Regions from separate parts of the Mus musculus genome. Here region 2 is linked to region 1. The links are chromatin contacts, called in public promoter capture Hi-C maps. All regions are on one chromosome and are shown on one strand. Each heading gives the region's core, a stretch centred on a gene start, on an enhancer-like site or on the middle of the called end of the contact. The rest is flanking DNA. Distances are from core to core; before and after follow the strand shown.

Region 1 (7,563 bases), core at 2,696-5,195:
CTTTTATTCCCCTGACGTAATTATCGTCTCAGAGGTTGACTCTTGAATAAGTTCAATCGCTCTGGTTCTTTCTGAACTCTGGCTGGCTGGTTCAAGTCAGCTGCTCAGGCTCAAATCCCACTCCAACATGACTGCTTCAATCTGGATTCTCAATGAATTGCTCTGCTTGGCCTCAAACTAACTCTGTCAATTTATTCTAATCTTCTGCCTCCTCCTTATTCTCTGGTCAGTTGTCTCCACTGACCTGCACTGAACCTCATGAACTCAACTCCACTCCACTGCGTGCACTGCACTGACCCCCAGCCGACTGAGCAGAACTGACTCCTGAGTGCTGGGCTTAAAGGTGTGAACCACCATGACTGGACCTAAGCTTTTCTGTACCTGGAACTTGCTCTGTATCAGGCTGGCCTTGAACTCGGAGAGAGATCTGTTTGCCTCTGGCTCCTGAGGTTAAAGGCATGTCTGTATTTCACACAGACCTAGAAGCTGTTTGGATGTGATCCCTTGCCAGAGCAGCCATGTTGCTGGATTAAAGTTTCTCTACACCTCCAAATAACAGGGCAGTCTGTTTTGTGGGCTGACAGGTACCACCCAGTGCAGAAGCTACCAGCCCAGCATGGCTATTGCTCACTTGGAATGTGACTATTTGTAACTGAGATGCACTACAAGTACAAATAAGCTCTGGATTGCACAGTATGGGAAAGAAGGACGGTAAAGGCAGCAGCGATGCAGTCTGTTACTTGAATTCAATAAATTGAAATAGTATACTTAAATATTGGGGTCAGTACAATAGCCTAGTAAGACTAATCTCACCTGTGCCATCTTTTTTTGTTTTTTAATAGTTGCTGGAAAGTAATGTATCACACATAATATATAGACCACAAAGTAAAGATCTAATCCAAACATGGACCCCATTCCATCAGCAAGTTTAGATAGGTGTGTGTGTGTGTGTGTGTGTGAGAGAGAGAGAGAGAGAGAGAGAGAGAGACAGAGACAGAGACAGAGACAGAGACAGAGACAGAGACAGAGACAGACAGACAGACAGACAGACAGACAGACAGACAGACACAGAGACAGAGACAGAGAGATGTCCATCTGACCAATGAGAATGGATAATTGGCATCAAGATCCTGGAAGAGTTCCCCTTTCTCTTTAAAGGGAGCATAAGACTAAAAGGCATTCTTTTTTTCTGACATTGATGTCACCAATGGTATCACTACCTGGAGTCATGAAAGCCATTTTGAGACATAGAGAACAGATCTCTAAACTAGGCACAGTGTTCATATCTATAAGCTGTTGGGAGGCAGGCAGAGACAGGAGGAAGTGGGGAGAAAGAAGATGGGGAGAGGGAGAAAACAAGGAGGAAGAGGAGATGAGCTGGAGGGGCAGGAGGAAGAAGCAGAGGGTGGAAAGTCAAGAGAAACTGCTTCTTAAAGAAAACTGAATGCAGCTTTAGTCCCAGTACTTTGGGGCAGAGGCAAGAAGCTTCTGAATTTGAGGCCAACTTGGTCTATATAGCAACAGCCAGGTATACATAGTAAGACCGTGTCTAAAAAAAAAAAAACAATTTAAAAAACCCATAATATTTATCTATGCTAAAATGTTTCGGCATTAAATAGAGACATCCTAAAGCTGAGTTTAGCTGTAGTCTCTAGTCCTGTAGACAAGGTGTTGGCTCATCTTTGACATCAATGTTGAAAGCATAATATTTGCTATTCTACTTCGTTAATACTGAGACATTCCTCTGGAAACAACAAAGCAGAAATAAAACAATATTATTATCATTTTGTGTGAGTACATGATTTAGCCTAAAATGGCTCTGTTCTGTGCCCACGAAAATCTCAGGGGCTGACGCTGATGAGGTAGGGTGTTTGTTTGTTTGTTTGTTTATGAACTCTGCTTTTTCTTTCCAATCTCCAGGAAGGATTTGTCTTAGTTAGAGTTTCTAATGCTGCAATGCAACTCCATGGCCACAAAGCAAGTTGGGAAGGAAAGGATTTATTTGACTTAGACTTCCAGATCATCGTTCACCATTGAAGGAAGTCAGGGCAGGAACTCAAACAGGGCAGGAACCTGGAGGCAGGATCTAATGCAGATCCCAGGTCCCAGAAGAGTGCTGCTTACTGGCTTGCTCCCTCTGGCTTACTCAACATACTCTCTTATAGAACCCAGGACCATCAGCCCAGGGATGGTACCACTCACAATGAGCTAGGCTCTCCCCCATCAATCACCAATCTAGAAAAAGCCCCCACAGGCTTGTCCACAGCCCGAGCCTATGGAGGCATTTTCTTAAGTGAGGTTTCATCCTCTCAGATGACTAATTTGTGTCAAGTTGACACAAAACTATCCACCACAGGATTAGTCCTGGGTCAGGCAGTCATTAGGTGGCTTAGTGATGTAGCAACACGTGCTCAGAGCTCCAGATGTCTGTCAACGGCAGGAAGGACCCATCCATCTGACCCACTGCCGGGGTCTGTCAAACTTGGCTGTGATTGTCTTTGCAAGCAGCTTTGTAGCTTCACAGAGACGGGGTCTTGGTGTGGTAATCACAGACCGCTGAGTCTTTAGAGCCAGTGTTTAAAGTGGTCATGTCAGAAATACTCTCTGACTCTTGACTGTACACCAGTGTGAAGTTTTCTGTGTCCCTGACTTTGACCCACAACCATCTGCTTTCTTATCTGCACTCTCAAGGTCTGAGCAGAATAAGCAGCCAACGTCGGAAGCCAGAAGTACTGAGAACTCTGCTCGGTGCTCAAGCCTGCAGAGAGATGAGCAGGGAGGGAACAAGAAACAGCCAGTGCAGCGCTGGTCCCAGGTCTGTGATCCGGAAGCAGGGTGGAGAGAGCAGGAGAGGTGTGGGGTAGAGCACCAGGCCTGGGACCCTTTTGGTCCAGTCCCTCCTTTTCAGCATAAGGTGACAGGCTGGAGCCACACAGTTCTCTCTCCCTTCATTATTTTCCTGAAGGTATTGCTTTTTCTTTTTCACCTTGACCCTGGACATGGCAAGAATTATGTCTTGATTGGAATAACAACCAAACAACTACTGCAAACTAAATACAGAAGCTTGGTCTTTCCCAGGAGTCTCTCAAGTGTCCCCTGCAATGTTGCTGTCCTCTAGGGAAAACGGGAAGCAGGGCAGATTTGCTCCCTCCCTGCATGGGCACCTACATTGATGACAGAAATACTGAAGTGGAAACACAGCACGTTTAGAAGGCCACCCCAAGGTAGATTTCTTCCTCAACTACTTTCCACCTTACTTTTTGAGACACGGTCTCTCAACGAACCTGGGGCCTACCATGCCAGCTACACTGTTGGCTGTCCAACTCCAGAGATCACCTGTCTCTGCCTCCCCTTTGCTGGGATTGCAGACACATGCTACCATGTTTCAGTTTTTTCCTAGATGCTAGGGATCCAAATTCAGGATCTCATGGTCACACGGTTGGCACTTTCTTGACTGATCAGTCTTCCAAAGCTTCAGTTACCTTCTGAAACCATGCACTAGATAACCAGTGTGGTTATCTCTCGGCACCCATACCATCTGTGTGATTTACAAGTCCCTCCCTAATTTTGAGTGTCACCGCTTGCTCTCCAGCTCTTTACAGCAGCTGCCTGGACTTCTCCAGAGGCTTGGATACCTGACCCCACTCTTGCCCAAGGCCTTCTGTTCCCACCAGTCCCCTTCCAGCTCCTGCTACGGCCATGCTCAGAGCAGCCATGTGTCTGCTCCTTCATTCCTCTCATCATTACTTAACGGATCCGGATGATTCTTTATTTACCCCTTCATTGAGATATTGCAATATTTGCATGTCTTAGGGTATGTACATCATGGTAATTCAACACACCCACAAGTGTAACGATCAAATCAGAGCAGTGGCTGCTTCCAACTTTTCAACCGTTTATTGTCCTTCTTGGGAACTTTAAACTCACCCAGTGATTTTGAAATAGATCACAGACCATTTTGACCGGCAGTTACCCTACCATGCTGAAGAGCTAGCAGCAAAACCTCCCACATTGCTGTTCATCACCAAAAGAAGGCAGGTTAGCAGCAGCAGATACCCCACTAGTCCAGTTTGGTAAAGTTTGGATAGCAAACATGAATCGTCAGCGCTGGCATGACCTAGCAATGACAGCTAGGCCTCAGCCTTAGCTCAAGTCAACCAGAGTTCTCAGATGTGCCTCTCTCAGCAGAGCAAAGATCAATGAAGACTCGAGACCCACAAGCATTGCACAGCTAGCTCTATGAGCAAGCTTAGCTCAGTCCCTGTCACTGTCCATTAAGTCCTATTTATATCCTCTGTGATGGTTTGTGGATGCACTTTTAGAAGGTGCTACTCCTATTGGAGTAGATGTGGCCTTGTTGGAGTAGGTATGTCACTGTGGGAGTGTGCTTTAAGACCCTCATCCTAGCTGCCTGGAAGTCAGTATTCTGCTAGCAGCCTCCAGATGAAGATATAGAACTCTCAGCTCCTCCTGCACCATATCTGCCTGGATGTCACCATGTTCCCGCTTTGATGATACTGGACTGAACCTCTCTGAACCTGTAAGTGAGTGCAATTAAAAGTTGTCCTTATAAGAGTTGCCTTATAAGAGATGTCTGTTCAGAGCAGTAAAATCCTAACTAAGACACCTTCCAAACATCACATATCCTCCATGGCGCTTGCCTCAGCATGTGTCTGTCTCAATTGACATCACTCTGTCTTTCAGCCCGAGTCCAGAGAAGTGGCAAGAAACTGCCGTACACCACCAAAACGTTTTTTGGTGCATTTCTCTCTATGGAGCCCTGACAAGTGCATCTCAACTGTGTAATGTAAGGTGAACCAATACATCCATTTTGTTAGCAAAGAATCTTTCATCATATGTCCTTTCACGTGCTTGCTTTAGCAGAACATCCTCTCTCCTGTGTCTCCTTCAGGGAAACATTCCTTCACAAGTCTGCCTTAGCCTTCTATACCAGTGTCCACTTTAACGAAATGTTCCTTCATGTGTTTGCCCCAGCGAAACACTATCCAACTGACTTTCCAAAGAACCCTTAAGTTTCCACTTCAGAGAGCCACAACAGATAGACACATTTTTGGCTGAATCAGTCTAACCTCTAAACACAGAGAAGGCTGGAAATTGAATGGTTTATACTGTTCAGAGGCTACCCTGGGTCAAGTTTACTCCCAAGAGTCTTCACACTTGGTCTACAGGGAACCCAGAGATTTTGTATCAAATCTCACATTGACAAGCATCTACCCTAAAGCAAAATATGAAATGAATACTCTAGTTTCCTTCTACAGGTCATCAGGACTATCAGTCATCAACAGTGGGTCTTCTTTGGGTTTATACAGACATTTCCAAGAATTATGAAATTATTTCTACATTTTAACTCATTTTCTTCACAGTAACTATCAAGATGGTTGAGGTTTGGGTATTGACACCCTCTTGCTGGTATTTTATGGATTAGAAATGTGCTTGAAAATTTTAGTGATCTACAATATGTTAGAAGCAAAAGCCCACTGTATGGAACTCAATTCAATCCTCCAACTCAGCTAGGAATTAAAGGAGACACGAGGAGAGACACATCGGCCTTATCCATCAACTACAACCAAAACCCACCTTGCCTCATGAATAACTGTTATATATTTCACTTTCATTTATTATTGATGCACAAACCACAAATAATATGTAAATTTTATTATAAGTGCAAAAATATATATTTATAAGCTTTCCAGTACCTTCTTGGATCTAAGTGTATAGAACTTTCTAGAATAGAGACTTAGAGAAAAGTCAACCTGTAAGACACTAAATTAGCAGTGTACTGGCTAGTTTTATGTCAACTTCACACAAGCTAGAGTTATCTAAAAGGAGGGACCCTCAACTGAAAGAAAATGCCTCCATTAGATTCCACTATAAGGCATTTTTAAATTAGTGATTAATGGGAGGGGAGCTAGTCTACTGTGGGTGGTGATATCCTTGGGCTGGTGATCCTGAGTTTTGTAGGAAACCAGGCTAAGCAAGCCTTGTAAGCCAGTAAGCAGCACCCCTCCATGGCTTCTGCATTAGCTCCTGTCTCCAGGTTCCGGCCCTGTTTGATCCTGTCCTGACTTCCTTCAATAATGAACAGTGCTATGGAAGTGTAAGCCAAATAAACCCTTTCCTCCCCAACTTGCTTTTGGTCATGATATTTCATTGCAGTAATAGAAACCTAACTAAGACAATCGTAATGCTTAGCACTTAAACTAGGAACACCAAATTGAACTTTTGAATGAATGATATAAGCTGAATCTCTAGAGTCATCGCTGAAAATAAGGCCAACAATATCAGCAAGCATGAAAACAGAAGTGTGATTCCTAAGAGCCTTTCCTGATGATTGAACCTGAGTTTCTGAATTGGTGTTCCTGGGAAGTCTCCTTTGTTACCATTGACTCATTTTATCACAGCATCCAACATTTTCCTGAGCAGATTAAAATCCTGCTTCTGTAGCTTCCCTGGAGAAAAGGCATAAGAACGCCACAAAGTCAAAATACACTCCTGGAAAACCATCAACTAAAATTAGGTAATATGCACCATGTTTTAAATGTAAAAGGTGAAGTACAAATTTCTGGTTTCTTTGGAGACTCAGTTGTGTCATGTGGGGTCTTTCTGGAAAAGGGATGATGATGTTTTGCTAGAGCACACACTTGAGAAGATGTGTGATGTTTGGAACGGGTATAACCCTGGTGCTGTGGTGTTGGTTCGCCTTGCCACTCTTTGCTGGTCTTCTTTGGGCTTTGCTAATGTTGGTCTTCACTGACTATGCTGTGTGGCATTGGTTCACCTTGCCTTCTTCACTGATCATTTGTCATGACTCTGTAGAGAGAAACACACCAAAGAACCTCTCATGATAACCTGAGGCAGCTTCTTGCCACTTCAGCAGAGTCAGGCTGATTGGCAGAGCCTTGTGGTTTCTTCTGGATTGAACTGCTGTGGCTGATTCTGAATGGTGTTTGTGAGTGGATCCAGCTGCCACTGCTGATTCATGTGAACTGAACGGCTGATATCCTGACAACAGAGATTGCAATTGCCCCAAAGAACTATTTCTAAACAGGCCCCTTTTGCTCTGTTAACATTTCCTTTCCCCTACCTCTGGTAGATGGTGAGCTAGAAGAGAGATGAAAGCATTAAAGAACCCCAATCAAAGTAAGTTTTGATAAATCTAAGCCTATAATAAGGTGTGAAATGAGAAAGAAGGAATTTGATCAACAGTCTATAGACTTTTTAAAAATAAACTTTTATTATTACATTTTAGATTGTTTTTTAAATTTTTTTCATACAATATATATTCTGGTCTTATTCTTTCCTCTCCTCCAAGATCTTCCAGATCATCTCCACCTCTCTGCCCATTCAACTGCATGTTCTCATTGTCTCAAAACAAAACCAAGAAAGATTTTAAAAACAAAACCAAAAACCGAGCAAGAACGCACAAAAATGTCCCACAAAATGACAAGTCTGTTTTTTGTTGCCCAGCTATTGCTGAGTACGAGGTCTGCCCTTGGATGTGGCTGATATACCCAGCATCACTCCATTGGAGAAAACTGGTTT
Region 2 (7,563 bases), core at 3,292-5,791, 900 kb after region 1:
CTGGCCAATCAGAATCACTCTCCTTTTTGTCATATAAAGGGGGCATAATGAAACATTAGAAACTTGATACTTGGGTTTTAATGGTCCTCTGATGAATTCTAAGCATATCTATTTGATGACAAACCCACAAACCATTCTTGGTTCTTTGGCGTTTAAGGTTTTGGTGTTTTGATAATCTATGCCTATTTACCTGCTGCTATTCCCTCAGAATGGAAGGGATCATTCAATATGAAATACAGCATGTATTACTCCTGAAAAGAGGAATTTTCTATCCTTTCCTCTGTAATTGAGGTCATTCAACCACCAGGGTTCACCTGGAGTCCACACCGTGATACACGCGTCACTCCGAGCCATTTTATCTTTTGTGGTGATAGTCAAGATCGCAGCTCGAAATTGACATCAAACTCTGTCTGGGCAGATGACTAAGAGTGCTGCACAATGTAAACTTTTGACCCTCAACTTTTTGACCTGCAGTTGTAACGTGCTAACCACAAAGATACACAGCACTGAGCTTCAGGGGGAAGGGGCGCTCTGGATCTTAGGCAGTTCTCTCACCACCGCCTGATGGAATAGAGGATGGAGTGTATATTTTTTGTGTGTATTTGTGACCATGTTCCCTGTCAAACCAGCCTCCTGCTTCTTTTTTAAGTCAAAAGTTAGGAGCTAGATCCATTTGAATTCACCTGCGACTCCACTAACAAGGACAATTTAGGGGAGAACTGGAGAATCTTTTGAAAACAAAAGTGTAAGAAAAGAAGGGGAGGAGAGGAATCGGGCAGAGCGGATGGGGTGGATTTTGTTTTATTTAAAAATAAAGGCGCAGCCTTGATTGTTGGGAGACTTGGCCCAGGCAGGCCAGTTGACTGTGAACTTGTACTAAAGCGAGCTCTGCTGGCGATTCCTAGGGTGTGCAGATTTATCTTCTCTGAATTTACTTAACCCGGCAGTGAACTGCGTGGACGCCATTTGTTAGGCGATGACAGACTTCACCTCCAGCAAAGGCTGCTTCACAAAATCGCAATAATTACCCAGTAACCTTCATAACAAATATTATGTTTGTGAGAAAGGGATCTGACAGAGAAAGACAAAATTCTTTTTTTCAGAAAACACCGAACAAAACAAATCTGGGCTTCTCTTTCAGTTCTGGAGCCTAGGACGGTGGGCTCCCTCCCCAGTTTGGTTCAGCCTGGGCTGAACCCGGCACTCCTGCCTTGGCATCCTGTTTATACTGATGTCACTAACTAGAAGAAAATTCCCCCCTTAGAAGCCAAGGGGCTGCAGCTTAAGAGTCTCTGCTTTTTTTAGGGCGAGCAAGCCATGGGTAGACCCCAGCCAGAGAAGGGGAGATGCTAAGGGCCTCTTGGAAGCTGAGAGAGTTGTCTTCATCTCTAACTCCAGTCTTCTGTAGTGTACTTGTTTGGATGTAACATTATCCAAATGAACACAACTGTTTCTGCTAGAAAACTCTCTCTCTCTCTCTCTCTCTCTCTCTCTCTCTCTCTCTCTTTCTCTCTCTCCCTCTTCAGAACCAAATGAAAATCACAGGAGAAAAAAGGATCTTGGTATAATGTTGTGAAATTAGACCAGGGAAACCCTAACAAACCCCTAAGTGTGACCAGAAGCTTCCTCTGATAGTTGAGGGGATATATTCTTTTTGGCTTGTAGAAACAAACAAGGCCCTGCGCACTTCTGCCACCTTCTCCTTTTACAAGAGAGCACACAGATTTCTGCCACCAGCTGAAGCTGAATGTCTTCATAAAGCCCTCAGTGGGAGAGGGTTTTTTTTTCCCTCTCTAAGTTCCTCTTTTAAGAAAAAAGACCCAAAAGAATCCACAAAATGAACAGATATCCAACTACCTTCTTAAGTATGCTTCCCATGAAAATAGTAAGAAAGAAAACATTTCCTCCAATAACAGTCACACAGTTGGGACTGGATGCTGTATTTCTTAAAAGTCACTTAACTCCACGTGGGTTGACCTGCCCTCTTAAATTCTACTTAATCCTTGTGAAGATTAAAAGAGACAGAAGTAAGCAAGCTGACAATACTCATAGTCTTTTTTTTTTTTAATTTGTGCCAAAGAGCCCTAGGAATGTATTTGGTTGGATATGATAACATCAGGCCTTTTACCCATCCCCACATCCCAGGGTGTGGCCAATGGATGCTGCAGATGCTCTTTTTCCTAGGTACACCATGAACCTGCCAGCATTTCTATGACTCTTGTTCCTTTTGGTTTGTTTGGGTTTTCTTTCTTTTGCTCTTTATTTCAACCACCCAGAAATTATACAAGCAAAATCACCAGACACAGAACCAAAACAGAACCACAGCTCAACACTGTCTACCCAAACTCGGAGCAGCAAAACAAAGGCTCCATCATTCTTAGCCACAGCAGATCACAAGAACCTACCCCTGTAAATGCTTTATCCTAGTTCCTTCTAAGGAAGTGGACACATCTTCCTGAATACTCAAATACCAATATTCACTTCACCCAAAAGTAACCCCATGCATTCATCAGCTTGCCACTAGTCAGGGAAAGTGGGATTTGTGAGAGAGCTTTGATTTTTTTTTAAGTCCTAGGTTTTTGTTTTCTTTGGATCTCTGAATCTGGGACTTCTGTAGATTTATGTTGAATGAAGGAGACTTCTGCATATTAATACTTGGTATTTCAAATCAACACTTCAAAACATTTCTCTTTAAGCACTTGGTAAAAACCTTTACCAACTAGTAGTACTTGAAGAAAAGTACCTAGCTCCAGAAAAAAAGAAGAGTCCTTAATTTTGTTTTTCTAACCACAGTTGGACATTTTGGCTTAGCTCCTCAGACAGGACTGGGTGGAGTTTATTAGGTCTCTGGTGGGTACCTACCCTGAGAAGACACCAGGACAGGCCAGAAAGTTCCCACTTAAGCTTGGCTTAAGCACATGGGAGGCTGGGGCCCCGATGGAATTGTACCCAGGAAATTTATATTTTACCTAACTTCACTCATTGGTACAATCTTGGAGACTGTTTTGGAAAACATAGATTATGTAAATTTCCTGGGATCAAACAGAAAGAACAAATAACAAAAGAGAAGAGGAAATCTCCTACTGACAAAGGGGTAATTTCTTCCTAAAGTACCCTTTATGATGTGTCAAGAAAAACAACCTAATGGCTCTGGGGACTTTTAAGTTGGGCATTTGAAGACACCTCAATTTCCCTTAAAACTTTAGGCACAGTTTTAGAAGAGAGAATTTGTCTGCAGTTGGAGAGGGTTACATTTCTCTATCTTTAGTGTTATCTAGGGAAGCCCTTAAGCTGCCTTTTGAGGGTCCTGTGCATAGATGTCTTATTCCTACAAAGACCGGGATGGGAAAGGAAAGAAGGGAGGCAGAGACAGGCAAGGCGGAAGAAAAGAAAGCGCTTTAACCCCTTTCAATTACCCTGAGGATTCAAAGACTAAAGTTAAATCCGGCCATAAAGTTTATTGCTTCAGACTCACAGGCTGGTGAGAACACTACCAGTCAAATGAAAAGAACTAACAGGGTTGGGCCTAGCCCGGTGCGGGGACAGCAGAGTACCTCCTAGGTGGGGACCCACTGTCCCCAACATCCTGTGGGTGCAGCCTGCTCCTGCTACACAGCCAAGGCCCCAGTCAGTTTCCACTCTCTCCAGTCGGTCTGAAACTCAGGCCCAAAGGCTGCCCGCCTCAATTCAGTCTTGCCAAATGACCCTGGCCCTGCGAAGACATATTGCCTCAGCCCCACAAGGAATCCCGCCAGTGTCGGCCTCGGTCCTTTCCGGGCCTTTCTTTCAAACTCTCGAGTTCAGTTTACCCCTCTCCTCCAGTGGCCTGCGTCCCTTCAACTCCCAGAGCTCCACGACCCCCAAAGAGCCTGGGCCTGACCAACCTTAGAAAGAAGGCCCGGGGCTGCCAAGTTTTCACAGACAGACCCATTTTCACACACGCGCGCGCGCGCGCACACACACACACACACACACACACACACACACACACAATCATCTTTTTGCACGCCGGCGGGAGCAGCGGAAGTCATTAACATCACGATTGTGCAGCAATTAAAGTTAGGCCTGGGGAAGCCGTTCTCGGCCGGCCACAGGCATTCTTCACCGCGCAGCCTCCACAAGGCTGGCTCTGGCTTTGCTAATTTAGGCAGGCAGAGGGAAAAGTTTGTTCTCCCATTTTGAATACTGAGCCAGACAGAAAGAGAGGACAAGAAACTTTTTAAGAGTGAAAATAAACTCAAGAGGCGAGCTTACCTTAACATGGAGGGAGCCATTTTTCAGAGTTTTGAGAACTTGTGGTTTGGACACTTCTGGACCTAAAATTGACACTTTGAATGACCAGGCAGCACACGTAGCCTGCAAAAGAGTCAAATGGAGTCCAGCGTTAGTGAGATTATATGTTATGTGGTATATAATGTTGGATGTCAACTCCCCAAAACCATAAAACTTACTTTAATGGCCCCACGTGACGTTTTATAGCCAGTGAGGCGATCTGTCTGTGCTATGGATGATTTTACGATCTAATTCATAGACAAAACCCTATTCATTTGGCACCCAAATGTCATATAGCCGGAACTGGGGCTTATAAAGTTTACTGTTTTATAACTTTTAAAAGGAAAGACGGCATCCGTGTAAGCAGCCAGTAAATGTGCAAATCTCTAGTTGGGCTTTAGCTGCTCTGAGGAGTTTCCCAGTGGAGCTAGGATGGGGTAAGTACTTTCCATTTGTAGCAAATTAATTGTAGCAAAAGAAGCCAAGTGGTTCAGTAAGGGTAGAGGGAACTGAGTGCTGGGGTTGGTTAGTGGGCAGAGGGTTTGGGGTCTACAGCCTGGCAGAGAAGCCTCTTCAACAAGGCCTACAATAGCCTTGGATCTATGTGGGCCGGAGTGTGGCTAACAAAGCCCTGGCTTCTCTCTCTTTCTCTTCCTCTCCTTTTTGGTACAAAGTTAACTTGGTTTCCTCAGAGATGGACAAGGTGGACTCAAGCTTTGGAACCTCCTACAGCTTTTCCCACTATGTTCTTCTGGCCTGAGGTTTCTGATGGTTCTGAGTGAGGAAAGCTATGAGTCAAGGTGTTGGTGTGAAGCCACAATGAACAGGCAGGCTGCCCAGGTAGCCGCAGACTCAGCAGCCTACAGTACTATTGGACAGACAGAAAAGCAGAAAGAGCAGCTTGCTATTTGGCATAAATCAGACCAAGAGAACTTACAATAGAAAGTTTATTTTGTTTTGTTTCCAGTCAGTGTTTTTTTTCCTTAAAAACAAATACAAAAAAAAAAAAAAGCTGATCACAGTTTGCTTAAACAGCCAGACTTGGACAATATTTGTAACTTTTTCACAAAAACATACATCACTGAAGCTGCGCTTATAAGAGCCACTTCCAGAGTTCGTGCAAAGGGTCCTACAAAGGCACGCAGGGACACACCGCTTGGAGTCACAGTTTTCGTCACAGAGCCACTAGCCACTACACGTTGAACAAGTTAATTTGTGTCTTATCAAGTCACCTCTACAACAGCATTAATTACACAAGGAATATAGGTAGTTTGAATAAAAATATCTTTAACAGCTTGGAGCTATTGAGACAGGAACACTTCCACGTACATGCACATTAAAGAACTCAAGTGCAACACACAACATTGGCACTAAACGAGGTGGGGGGGCTTTTTGTGTGTGTAGTTTTTTTTTCTCTTTTCTTTTTTTTTTTTTTTTGTTTTAGTTACTTCAAGTAACACAGCTTGCTTCATATAAATAAGTTAAAACATCTATTTTTTTTTCAAGACAAAGCCATTCAGGACAAAGAGATGAACAGAAGCAGATCTACTTATACAGGCGCTATAATGGCAATAAACAGGCTCATGATTAAAAGATGAATTAGGGCAACGAGAACAGGGCTTCTTCACAGAAGGAACACAAGGGGAGTTTCAGAAAGTCACCTTAGTACTGACACTACAGAGAGCTGCCCGGCTACTACTGCTCAGTACTTTGGCCGCTCAGATGCTCAGGGGCGGAAAGCCCCCCCTGCCGCGGCCATACTCATGCTTTTCAGCTTATTATCTTTTTTCCACTTCATCCTCCTGTTTTGGAACCAGATTTTAATTTGTCTCTCGGAGAGGCAAAGGGCATGAGCTATTTCGATCCTTCTTCGGCGGGTCAGGTAGCGGTTGAAGTGGAATTCTTTCTCCAGCTCCAGGGTCTGGTAGCGAGTGTAGGCCGTCCGGGCCCTTTTGCCTTCTGGGCCACCTATATTGTCTGTAACAAAAAAGTCAGCGGTTTAGCCACCAACTCCTCAGCACCTGGTTCCAAAACTCAGCCAGGGTCCTGAGCTGCGGAGAAGGCTCAACAAGTTCTCCTTCCTCACCCACCCTCCCCAAATTTCCTTCTCCCTTCCTTTCTGGCGAGAAAAACAACCGGATTTGGACTCTGGGAACAACCGACCCACCTGAGGCAGGAACTCTGGGTTTAAAGACAGCTTGGCTTTCCCTCGCCCCCTAGTCTGCTCTTTAGCCCTTTACGAGTTGTCCTAAGTGGGGGCACTGCCCTCCCAGTCTGCCCACCGCCCAGAAACGCACTGAAGCACTACTTTTTTTTCTCAGTTCCCAAGTGGCCTCTAGGTCACCCTCAGTTAAAGTTCCAGCCGAGCTAGCCGCCTTCTGTTCCAGTGTACGCTTGGGGCGCCCGATTTCTTTTTCTTCCCTTTCCTTCGCTTTCCCTCTTGCCCTCAAACTTCAGAATCCCGCCTGCCCTCGCCTGGCTTATTCCCCCCAAGCCCCTTTTAGGGGGCTCTAATTAGTAACGCTGTTTCCCCAGCGTAGCCCTTCCCATAAATTATCTCCCCTGACAAGCCCGATTCACGGCCCTTACTGCCATCCCTACCCCTGCATGCCCTACTCCGCTGGCCTGACCCTGAAGAGAGTTCCGAGGCACTGGGGTTCCAGACGGAATTTCTTCCTCTTTCAACATTTAAACTTACTCGGCCACCCCATTTTCCTCCCTCCCCTCTCCCCAGTATCTGTGAATGCAGATCGCTGCTGCAGTAATTGGGAGGAAGTAAAGAGAAAGGCAGGGAAAAGGGAGCCGCAGGGAGAGGCTCTGCGGGCTGGAGAGAGGCGAGACTAGGAGAGAGACGGGAGAGAGGCTGCAGAGAACAGAGAGTGACCAAGACCCGCGCCCCCACGGACGCGTGGATCAGAAAACGGCTGGCTTTACCGTGACTAATGTGCAGCTTGCGCATCCAGGGGTAGATCTGGGGCTGAGCGGGCGGCGCCGGGCTCGGCTCGCTCTGGGCGCCCGCCTGCTCGCTGCTGGCAGGGGCGTCCTCCTCGGCTGCGGACGCCGTGCCAACCCCCTCTCTGCTGCTGATGTGGGTGCTGCCGGCGTTGGCCGAGGCGCCGCTGGAGTTGCCCAGGGAGTTTTTCCCGCCGTGGTGGCTGTCGCTGCCGGGCGAGGGGGCCACCGCTGAGCAGGGCAGCGGGTCGGGCGGTGGCGAGTGCGTGGACGTGGCCGGCTGGCTGTACCTGGGCTCGGCGGGCGCCGCACTGGCCCCAGCCGCGTAGCTGCGGGCGC

What was found. Promoter capture Hi-C pulls out the DNA fragments that hold promoters and counts their contacts.
Region 2: a contact with region 1 is called in a promoter capture Hi-C map of liver, with 3 times the contacts expected there. The contact joins the promoter of Hoxaas3 here to the enhancer-like site in region 1. A contact is called at or near these places in 2 of 39 promoter capture datasets (the C10 cell line and liver), 3 of 115 datasets of contacts at active chromatin or transcription factors (bone marrow-derived macrophages, embryonic hindbrain and stem cell-derived neural progenitor cells) and 2 of 9 other capture datasets (embryonic stem cells and macrophages).

What each region holds. Positions count from the first base shown.
Region 1 is chr6:51,298,501-51,306,063 of GRCm38.p6, forward strand. The region is part of intron 1 of Gm32479 (a long non-coding RNA gene); the gene reads right to left. Among named protein-coding and RNA genes, the nearest start is that of Gm32479, 6.5 kb to the right of the region's middle. Within about 2 kb of position 3,946, at least 7 of the 459 cell types and tissues checked have an H3K27ac peak or open chromatin away from gene starts, as enhancers often do. A contact at or near this core is called in liver, where this site is marked.
Region 2 is chr6:52,196,583-52,204,145 of GRCm38.p6, forward strand. It overlaps Hoxaas3 (Hoxa cluster antisense RNA 3), which reads left to right and starts at 4,542. Exons shown (of 3, transcript NR_015611.2): 1 at 4,542-4,709. Hoxa3 (homeobox A3) reads right to left here. Exons shown (of 5, transcript NM_010452.3): 2 at 4,255-4,356. Hoxa5 (homeobox A5) reads right to left here. Exons shown (of 2, transcript NM_010453.5): 1 at 7,207-7,563; 2 at 5,172-6,249. The coding sequence ends at 5,999.